Regions from separate parts of the Gossypium hirsutum genome. Here all the other regions are linked to region 1. A link is a contact called in public Hi-C data. All regions are on one chromosome and are shown on one strand. Each heading gives the region's core, a stretch centred on a gene start, on an enhancer-like site or on the middle of the called end of the contact. The rest is flanking DNA. Distances are from core to core; before and after follow the strand shown. Region 1 holds the start of LOC107886338 (vacuolar fusion protein CCZ1 homolog B). Region 2 has its middle 25 kb from the start of LOC107887617. Region 3 has its middle 6.5 kb from the start of LOC121227747.

What was found. A called contact is a pair of places that touch in the nucleus more often than the background predicts.
Region 2: a Hi-C map of leaf shows a contact between it and region 1, with 2.0 times the contacts expected there. The contact joins the enhancer-like site here to the promoter of LOC107886338 in region 1. A contact is called at or near these places in 3 of 34 Hi-C or Micro-C datasets (callus and leaf).
Region 3: a contact with region 1 is called in a Hi-C map of leaf, with 2.7 times the contacts expected there. The contact joins the enhancer-like site here to the promoter of LOC107886338 in region 1. A contact is called at or near these places in 4 of 34 Hi-C or Micro-C datasets (all in leaf).

What each region holds. Positions count from the first base shown.
Region 1 is chrA03:73,690,303-73,693,566 of Gossypium_hirsutum_v2.1, reverse strand. LOC107886338 (vacuolar fusion protein CCZ1 homolog B) reads left to right here and starts at 1,668. Exons shown (of 10, transcript XM_016810246.2): 1 at 1,668-1,798; 2 at 1,907-2,115; 3 at 2,227-2,320; 4 at 2,592-2,775; 5 at 3,022-3,131. The coding sequence starts at 1,934.
Region 2 is chrA03:74,118,216-74,121,479 of Gossypium_hirsutum_v2.1, reverse strand. It overlaps the pseudogene LOC107886302. Among protein-coding and RNA genes, the nearest start is that of LOC107887617, 25 kb to the right of the region's middle. Within about 2 kb of position 1,474, at least 8 of the 9 cell types and tissues checked have an H3K27ac peak or open chromatin away from gene starts, as enhancers often do. A contact at or near this core is called in leaf, where this site is marked.
Region 3 is chrA03:73,331,519-73,334,782 of Gossypium_hirsutum_v2.1, reverse strand. It overlaps the pseudogene LOC107886343. Among protein-coding and RNA genes, the nearest start is that of LOC121227747, 6.5 kb to the left of the region's middle. Within about 2 kb of position 1,497, at least 6 of the 9 cell types and tissues checked have an H3K27ac peak or open chromatin away from gene starts, as enhancers often do. A contact at or near this core is called in leaf, where this site is marked.

The DNA of each region.
Region 1 (3,264 bases), core at 419-2,918:
TCCTGATAAGTTTTTTAATGAGGCAATATATTATGCATATTATAGATTGTCTACTCTTTTTCCTTTGTTTTTATCCCACAGGGTTTTTCTTAATGAGGTTTTAACGAGGCACATTATCTACCAATGGACATTCAAAGAGAAGGGTTATGAATATCTTATGAAGTGGATGCCCATCATGATCAAGATAAAATTTTGGTGTACTTTAAATTCTAATAGTTATTAGAATTAGATATCTACTTCTTTTATACTTCTTATGCCTATAAATAGAGACTCTGATGAAAAATTGTAATACCCCTTTCGATCAATAAAGTACATAATCTATTGTTTTCATATTTTCTTTTGTTCTTTATTCTCTCCATCTCTCTTTATTTTATAATATAATTCTTTTTTTTTGTTACACAAAAGCAATATTTTCAGAATTGAACCGATGGTTAAATTAATTAGACAATCGATTCATGTTCTAATCAGTTCATCCTGTTTAATTGAATAAATTTATTAATGATATAAAAGAGGAAAAAAAAGGAAAAATTGGTTCACTCGACTTGATAGCCAGTTCAATTGGTTTAATCGATTTAACCGGTTCACAATTAGTCGATCTGATCCCTTATTTAGGACCTATACCCCGATCAACTCCCAAATCAACTAGTTGGTCTAATTCTAAAAACGACGCATAAAAATTATAATGTCAAGGTACTTAATTTTTATAAATATATAAAAAGATTAACAACATAAATTCAATACTAAAAATTAATATCTAATTTAGTAACACTTAAAATTTTCTAATTTATCAATAGTACCTAACTTCCAAGGTATGTATACGACTCACTTTGTAAATACCCTCTCAAATGTAAATGTATATATATATATTTCTATGAGGGTGTGTTTGTGTTTCTATATAATAAATTCATAAATATTTGATTATAATAATATATGAACCTAAAACACCATACATGATAAATATTTAACTTTATTATTATAATCAAAGCATCAATTATTTTTATATGGATTTTTAATAAATATATATTTTAATTATTTTCACCCACATGTGCCATTAATCTAGTTTACTATAGGTTCGAGTGAGAAAAATTAAAAAACCAAAAATTGATCTAAATTGTAGTGTTTGAATAGTTTATGAAATGCAAATTAAAAAATTGTGTTTACTTGTAATCAAATCGAATTCTAGTTTTTATTTAATTTATAATTAAATCTAATTTTTATGATATAAAAAATAAATAAAATTTAAAATAGTCAAAATTATTTAAGAGTTTTGTATAAAAAATATGTATTGATTATTGTTTATTTATTTGAAAAATTATTCTTTAAAACTTTATCAAATAATATTAAAAAATTATAAAAATAACTTTAATTTCTCAAAATAAGTCTAGAAAAAAACTATATAAAAAACTAAAAATCAAACCAAATTGATATCCCTTCAAAATTCGTGGCTGTCCCTCCAAAAAAATGTTGTCTTCAAAATTTGAGCTTAAGCTCTTTCCTTAATAATACAATGTGCCTTACCATTATATTCAACTAATTCTTAGTTAGCTTTTGATAATTTAAATTTAAGCAATTTGAAAAGAGTGGTTGTAGGCTTTAGGCTCCAAACTTGATGCCCAACTCAAATTGGGCTTTACCATGACAGCCCAAAAGTTGCCCTTCTTTAATTTAATTTTTATTCATTAACTAACAATTACTCCTTCCACCTACGATTCAAAGTTCATCTCCAAACCGCAAGTCTACTCGCTCTCGTTCTTTGGCTACTGAGGATCTGAGAAGCTTCATCGCCAAATTTTACAGAGTAAGTGTTTTGGCATCTCACTGTCGCTTTTTCTTAATTTTTCTTTCCTAATAATTGTGTAGCTTTTTTTTGCGTTCCAATCTTCCTTTTTCTGTTTATTTCAATCAGGTTCATTGAAACAAATTAGCTAGTTTCATGGGTTTGTCGTCTATTGGCACTGCTACTGAAGGCATGCAACTCTGCATATTTGATTTGAGAAGAGGCCAACATGAAGGGCAAGAACTTGATAAAATTTTGTACTTCTTTCCTCCTGATTTGCCCTTTTCGACTCAACTCTCTGTGGTTGGGCTCAGCGAAGGGCTTATTACATTCACGCGGTTAGTACTAAGGAACCCCTTTCGTGATCCATCGTGTTCAGTTTAAGATTAGAACAAAGTTTCTTTGTTTAGCTAGTTCTTTTTACAAAAACATTAGAGTTTTTTCTGCAGAATTTTCTCTCCGGAGGCTGCTTGCGACGTTATAGAGGCAGAGAGGCACTCTCATGTCTTTTACGAGGCAGAGCCAGATATTTGGATGGTTATGGTATGAATGTAGTTGTGACTATCTAGTATGATATATATTTTTTCTATGTCCATTTGCTTCTGAATGGTAATTTTAGGCATAGATGTACAAATGTTTGGTTATTGGTGTCAATAGATTGTCTTGAAATCTTGAAACCTTGTTTAGACGTGTTCCGGTAATTACCAGCATTTTGTTGGAAAAAGAGTAAAGTACATATATCTTGGTCAACCTGTAAAATTTTGTCCCTTGATGGGAAAGTCTGATGTCTGATATCTGCTATTTATTGTTATAGATAGTGGAGAAAAGTAAGGAGCCGGAAGCCATATGGCGGATTGATGCATTAAGAGAGGTTCTCAAGGAAATTCACTCTCTTTTCATTATGTTTCATGGATCTATTAGAGCTTTGCTTGACAAAGAACCTGGCGGAGGACTAACTCGTGCTCATTTATACCCTTTCATCATGGATTATCTAAGAGGTAAGTTATGAAATTTTATGTCTGCTTGAAACTTGTGCTAAGTTTATTGTTATTTTGTCTTTGATTCAAAATATTTCATTGCAAGTCACTAATTGTCAGCATGTCAAAAGCTGTCTCCCTTGGATGAGTGCTGCTGGGGTAATGCTGAAGTTGCTGTATCAAATGGCTTTATCTGGATTTGTGCTTCCAAGTCTTGCTGAAGTAGCTATATCTCATGCCTTATGTATAACTTTTATTTTGAGGCAGATTTTCTGGTTGGGAAGAAACTCCTGTTGCCATCATTCTGTGACTGTTTAAAGGAACGAAGGACTGTACAGATGCTAACTGTAGGACGAGAGGCTGCAATTGAAGTTCAGGTTTGTGTTAAGAATTTGTGTGCATGCGTGTGTGTTTTTGCAGTTATCATATGTAGTTGAATTGCCAAAATTCTTTCACATTTTCCATAATAAGTGGTTTAAAGTTCCTACCTCCAATGAAGAAACTTATATT
Region 2 (3,264 bases), core at 225-2,724, 430 kb before region 1:
TATTGTCCAGCCATGTTGCTTCTCAAATTTCTCGCTCCCAGAATGTACCACTCTTTCTGCATAGGCCACCCCACTAAGCAATGGCCTCTCGAAAGCAGTTCTAGCAGTGTACTCCGCAAAGGTCTCCTGCATTTCTTGCAAAATAAGCCACAACCAACTCATATGTCATTCAGGATTTTCAAGACCAAAACTAAATTTTACAAACCTGATCGATAGCAGATGGATTCTTGTAGTAATGGAAAGTGGAGACAAGAAGGGCTAAGGCATGAACATGGTTAACACTAACACAGAACTGATCCTGCAACATCCTCGCCCTTTGGTCACACATGCTACTTAGTACTTCTTCCCTCCTCACGTTGTTGTCAGCATCCATTTTTTTGTAGATCCAAGTGCTGATAAAACCCATCACCATTACCCAAAGCAAAAGAAATTTTGGTAACCAAGCCCTGTTAGACTGAATAAATGTGTATCCTCTTTTGGTCCCCATTTGTTCATTCCCTTTGACAGCCACTGATTGGTGGTGATGGCTTTGCTGCAATTTAAGACCCATTACCAAATGCACAATACCATCTCAACTTGTTTTTCTTCTTCTTTCTTTGATACCCACTTCATATCTAAGCTTAACATGGACTCACCATACAAGGAAAGTTATCAATTCCCAGAGACAAGCATGAGTTCCAAAAGATGCAAAACAGCTCAAACTCCAAAAATATCTCATTAAATGAGGTTTTCTTTTTTTTCTCTTGCTATATTTAATAAAAAATGGGATTTCACAGAGGAACAACACTAATCATGTTAGCTTCCAAGCATGAAAGTGGTGTTTTAGTTTAAAGCAACAAAGGCAAATTGAGAAGAGCACCTTCACTGTTTATATTTTTTCTAAATTAAAATCAAATCCTGCAGATTGACCAGTAACAAATCTCGCAGCAGAGCACAAAAAGTAACGACCACAAATAAAGAAAAAAGAAAGAGAAAGATGTTTGGAGAAAGAAATGCGGGGGTCGTTTTGAAAGGGAACAGTGTTTTGCCTGTACATCATAGTACCTTGAATAATATATATCTAAAGAAATAAAGTAGAAAGGTTTTTTTCCCTTGGCTCTGCTTTGATCTGTTCTTCCTTTTTTCTTCTTTTTTTAGATTTATTTATGTTGTAGTAATAGTTTAATGCACATTTTATTTATGTATATTGCTTTCCCACTTTCTTCTTTGCTTTTCAAAGTAAAACTAGATCGAATTTTTAAGATTTTTGCAGATACGTTGTTGTCACTGTGTATCATAATTCAAAATTTATGAGTTTTGTTTTAGTAATTGGTGGAGAAAGAGAAGTTGGTAGAAATTTGAAAGAATGAAATAGAAGATGTTGATGGAATAAGTTGGAGATGAGCTGGGGACCAAAACCACAATATTTCATCATTCTTGTATTCACACTTTTACGTTTTTATTTTTTTATTTATTTATCAATCTTATCTTAAGACTTCTTACCGCGCCCACTCAATGTGTGTGGGAGATGTGGATGTCGGCCATGTGGGCTTGCTGCCACTGATGCCCCACAGGCATCATTTTCCCTTAAAAAATGCAATCTTTTGGGATTAATTTCATACGAGGTCCTCCATTTTTAATTTGGTTCTAAATTTCACAATACTTTTATTTTGTGCTTGGAATTCCATTTGTTATATAAATGGTATATATTATGAAAAAATTAATTGGATTTCAATGTAATATATATTTACAAAGTATAGAAACCATAATTATTAACACTCATAAATTCCTTACCATTTTTAAAATTACTGTTAAATAGGCTTTCATGAATTTCATAAATTGTAACACCCCTTATCCAAGTTCGACGCCGGGACATGATACAAGGTGTTACCGAACTTAAATACATACAAACATACACTTTCTAGATATGAAATTTCGCTCCAAATTAAAACTTTTCATAATGCCTTAATGTCCCTACTATAGGTTTACGAGGCCCCGAACACACTTTGAAATTGATTCGAGACTAATCAGTGCATTCTAGAAAACTTTGTAAAATTTTAAGTTGATAGGGGCACACGCCCGTGTGTCTTCTTAACATGGCCATGTTGAAGGCCTGTGCGACTCACACGGCCTGAACATATCGGGACACGCCCATGTCCCTAGCCCGTGCGAATTTATTTTTCGATTCGAACCTATAGAGGTATTCACACGGCCTAGCACACACCTGTGTCCATGGCCCGTGTCCTTCTCATGGCCATGACACGCCCGTGTCTCAGCCCGTGTACAAAAACATTGACATTCTGTTTCTAATATCATCAACTAATTAAGGGTACACGGCCAAGGCACACGCCCGTATGTTAGGCCGTGTCCTCCACACAGCTGAGACACACGGCCGTGTCTCTGCCCATATATTTACTACCATGCATAATGACTTGTAAAATTAAGGTGCAGGAGACACATGACTAGACTACACACTCATGAGGCAGACCATGTGTCAAACGCGGCTTAGACACACACCTGTGTGTCTCCCCGTGTGGACAAAAATAAGGCTATTTACCAAGCCTTTTTGCCACCCTTACTTGCACCAACCTACACAATATCAACCAAAACCAATCCAAGCATAACACATATAACCAAATCAACCACAACCATGAGAAATTTGCATCAAATGCATTTAATAATAATCAATATTAGCTAACATTAATGGCCTATACAAAATGAATATCACATCCATTATATGAGCCAACCCTTGTGGCTAAACTAACAAGACATTGAACAAAAGATTCAAGTCCTTATACATGCCAAAATCAAATGTTAAACTAGCTATACTAAAGGTTCAAGTGATAGTGTGATCGATGCCTCCGACGTCCCTTGATCTCCGATACTAGCTTGGTGGCACTGTAAGGAAATAGAAAGGAGAGGGAGTAAGCATAACGCTTAGTAAGTTGCATATAAGTAAGTAACTACATCAACCATGCATATTATAAATCCACACAACATTCTTGAGTGAACATGGGTAAATATCACTACATGCTTATATATATCGCAAGTATAAACTAAAGATTTCAATATCGTCCCAAGATCATTTTCATAACTAGAACTTACTCGCGTCATTCATAACTGACTCAAATCTCATGAGTTTCAAATAAGAACCTGTACCACTCACAACATGATTATATCATTCTATATCATTGTCATAAGCTTTTAAAATAGCCCGTGAAACCATTTGAAATACTAAAGGATATTTGACAAGCTTTACACAAGAGGGTGAATTACCGATGCCAT
Region 3 (3,264 bases), core at 248-2,747, 360 kb after region 1:
CAGCCACCTTCAAACGAGTTCGATACATTGCCCAATAATGCCGCGCGAGGTCTTCTTTACCGAGAACGATCGTTGATTCCATGATGACTAGCCTATCCACCAGTAGACCGAGTTATAACGCTATGTCCTCGAGTGTGGTTGTACACTAGCTGCATATAAGATAGAAAGTGTGTGTTTTGGGCCTCCGTTTTTCCACCAACTTGTTGATGAGTGTAAGTAACCACGAAGTTCGGTGATAGGAGGCATTGCTAAATTATGTATGGTCCCTTCCAAAATAGAATCATTCACCTATTTATAATGACAAAAAAATTATTTTAAAATATTAAAAAATTAATTTTAACTTAATTAAAAATAACGAAATTTAAAATTTTGTCTTACCATTACTACTTGAGCTGCGAAAATGTGCTTCTCGTCGAAATGAATTAAAGAGGTTGTTATTTGTGAAAACTTAATCTGAACAAATAAAATACAAAATAATTAAAACAAACTAATATTTTTAAATGAGAATATCGAAAAGTTTAGAATAAGAGCTTGTGAAAATTGAGAGAATTTAGAGAGTTAAAAGAATAGAAAGATTTGAGAGAATAGGATGTGAGTGAAAAAAAGTAAAATTTAGTGGTATTTATAGGAAAAATTTTGGACTGTTCAGCATTTAATTTTTTTTACCCTTGGAATTAACCATGGGGGAAGCGCACACGCTTTCTTGCCAACGGTGTAGAAAACACACCTAGTTGGACGCGGTTTTCTTTTTTTTTCTTAAAAAATGATCTATTTCTTTAATTTTTTTTAAAAAATTGAAACCCTAATTTTAAAAAAACGACATATATCGCTAAATTAGCCAGTTAAATAATTCAATTAATTGAACGGAAAATTAAGTGATGTAAGTAGGAGTGAGCAAAATCCGATTCAATTCGAAAAACTCGATAAAAAAATTCAAATTTTGAATTAGATAGTTCGAGTTATTTGAGTTAATCAAGTTATTCGGATAAACTCGAATAAAAAATTAAGTTTTTTGATTTAACTCGAATATGCATTACACAATTCGAGTTATCTGAAAATCTGAATAAGAAAAGATAAAACTACGTCGTTTTGATAAATGTTTACCTTTTTCAAAGTTAAAAGTCAAAACCATTAAGTTATTTATACTTCGTCTACTAGTTAAAGAATCGATCCATGTAAACACAATATTTTGTATAAATAATAAGATTCGTTAACTCGACTCAAGATTTTTTTACTCGATCCGATTCAATTTGAAAAAAATTTAAATTGAGTTTAATTTTTAAAATAGGATTTATCAACTCAATTAAATTAAAAATTTTTAATTTAATTCGACTCGACTCGATCGAATAGTTTCCCTAAGTTTATTTAAAAACCATCCTTTTCTAATTTTAACACCAAAATTTTGTAGTCACTGTTTAGTTGTTGTCCTAAAGAGTCCTTGATCTTGACTCCTCATTTTCACTCAATTTTTTGAACCAAAACGGCGAAGAACCCTTGTAGAGCGAATCGCAAGTGGCGCAATAATAGCCCTCCGTGATGCTCGGTCCCAACCGTCGCCGATTCCACCACATTATAACCAGTAGCCGCCGCCACTACGCGACCAAATACATAGCCAAAATAACCTCAACTTCCCCGGGCGGTCGCTCCCTCTCCGCCGAAGTCTCCCTTCCTACCGTCGCCACCGACTCTCGCGGCTACCCGATCCCACGCTACCAACTCATCTGCAAAGTGACACACATCCTCACCAAATCCCAATTCCAATCCAACCCTTTCGCCGATCTCTCACAGTACCTTTCGTCCCTCTCCCCAACCCTCACCACCAATGAAGCCTCCCTCATTCTTAAATCCCTAAACTGCCCTTCCCTCGCCTTGAAATTCTTCCACTTTTGCTCCTCCCTGTCCCCCAATTTCCGCCACGACCCATTCACCTATTCTCGTCTCTTCCTCATCCTCTCCAAATCCTTGCGCCCCGATCGCTTCAACACCGTACGGTCGCTCCTCGATGACATGGAAAAGTCCGGCATACGTGGAAACATCTCCACTGTCAATATCCTTATAGGGTTTTTCGGGAACACTGAGGATTTGGGCACGTGTATGAGGCTAGTGAAGAAATGGGAGTTGAATATGAATGCTTACACTTATAAGTGCTTGGTTCAAGCTTACTTAAGGTCATTTGACTCAGGGAAAGCGTTTTCGGTTTATGGGGAGATGAAGAGGAAAGGTTACAAGTTAGATATCTTTGGTTATAACATGTTGTTGAATGCTTTGGCGAAGGATGGGAAGGTTTGATCTTTATTTTAGTCTCTTCTTAATTGATTGATATGTTCTTACAAATTCGATTTGGTTTTCTTTTGACTACTGCTTAATGGTTTCTTTTGGTTTTCTGATTTCAAGTATTTTGGGGTTTAAAAGCAAATCCTGTGGTTGATTGTAAAAGCATAGATTCAAGGCTCATTTTCTTGGTGTTTTTGTTACTTGCTTTTTGCTACTTATTATTTGCGTTTACTTCTTAAACAGTTACTTGAACAGCAAATCTAAATTAATTGACTCAAAATGAATTAAGAACTAAAATGGGAACACTATTTTGAACATGATTGTCTTACGTAGAAGTAAAATATTTTACTTGTTTCCCTAGATTTGATAATTATGGTATTTACTTTTACATTTTGCATCAGAACATGTTTCCCCCCTTTAGATATATATGTGTGTGTGTGTGTGCACTAATACTAGTTTTGATATTGTTACTGAATGCATCCATTTCAAGTGCCCTGAGGTGCTAATCTGATCTGCAGCATTTGACAGGTTGATCAGACGTACATGGTTTTTGAAGACATGAAAAGAAAGCATTGTGTGCTGGATGAGTATACGTACACAGTTATGATGAAAATGAATGGAAAACTCGGTAGATGTGATGAATCACTGAAACTTTTTGATGAAATGGTGTCAAAAGGCTGTTCTCTTAATTCGATTATTTATAATACTGTGATTCAGGCACTAGCCAATGGGCGGATGGTTGACAAGGTTATTAGCCTCTTCCATGAAATGGTCGAGAATGGTTGTCGGCCCAGTGAATTTACATACAGTGTGATTCTAAATGTTTTGGTTGTGGAAGGGCGACTTAATAAACTAGATGAAGTTATTGAAATATCAAAGAAATATATGAGTAAGTCAATATATGCATATCTTGTAAGGACATTGAGTAAGCTGGGTCATGCTAGCGAGGCTCACAGGTTATTTTGCAACATGTGGAACTTTCACGATAAG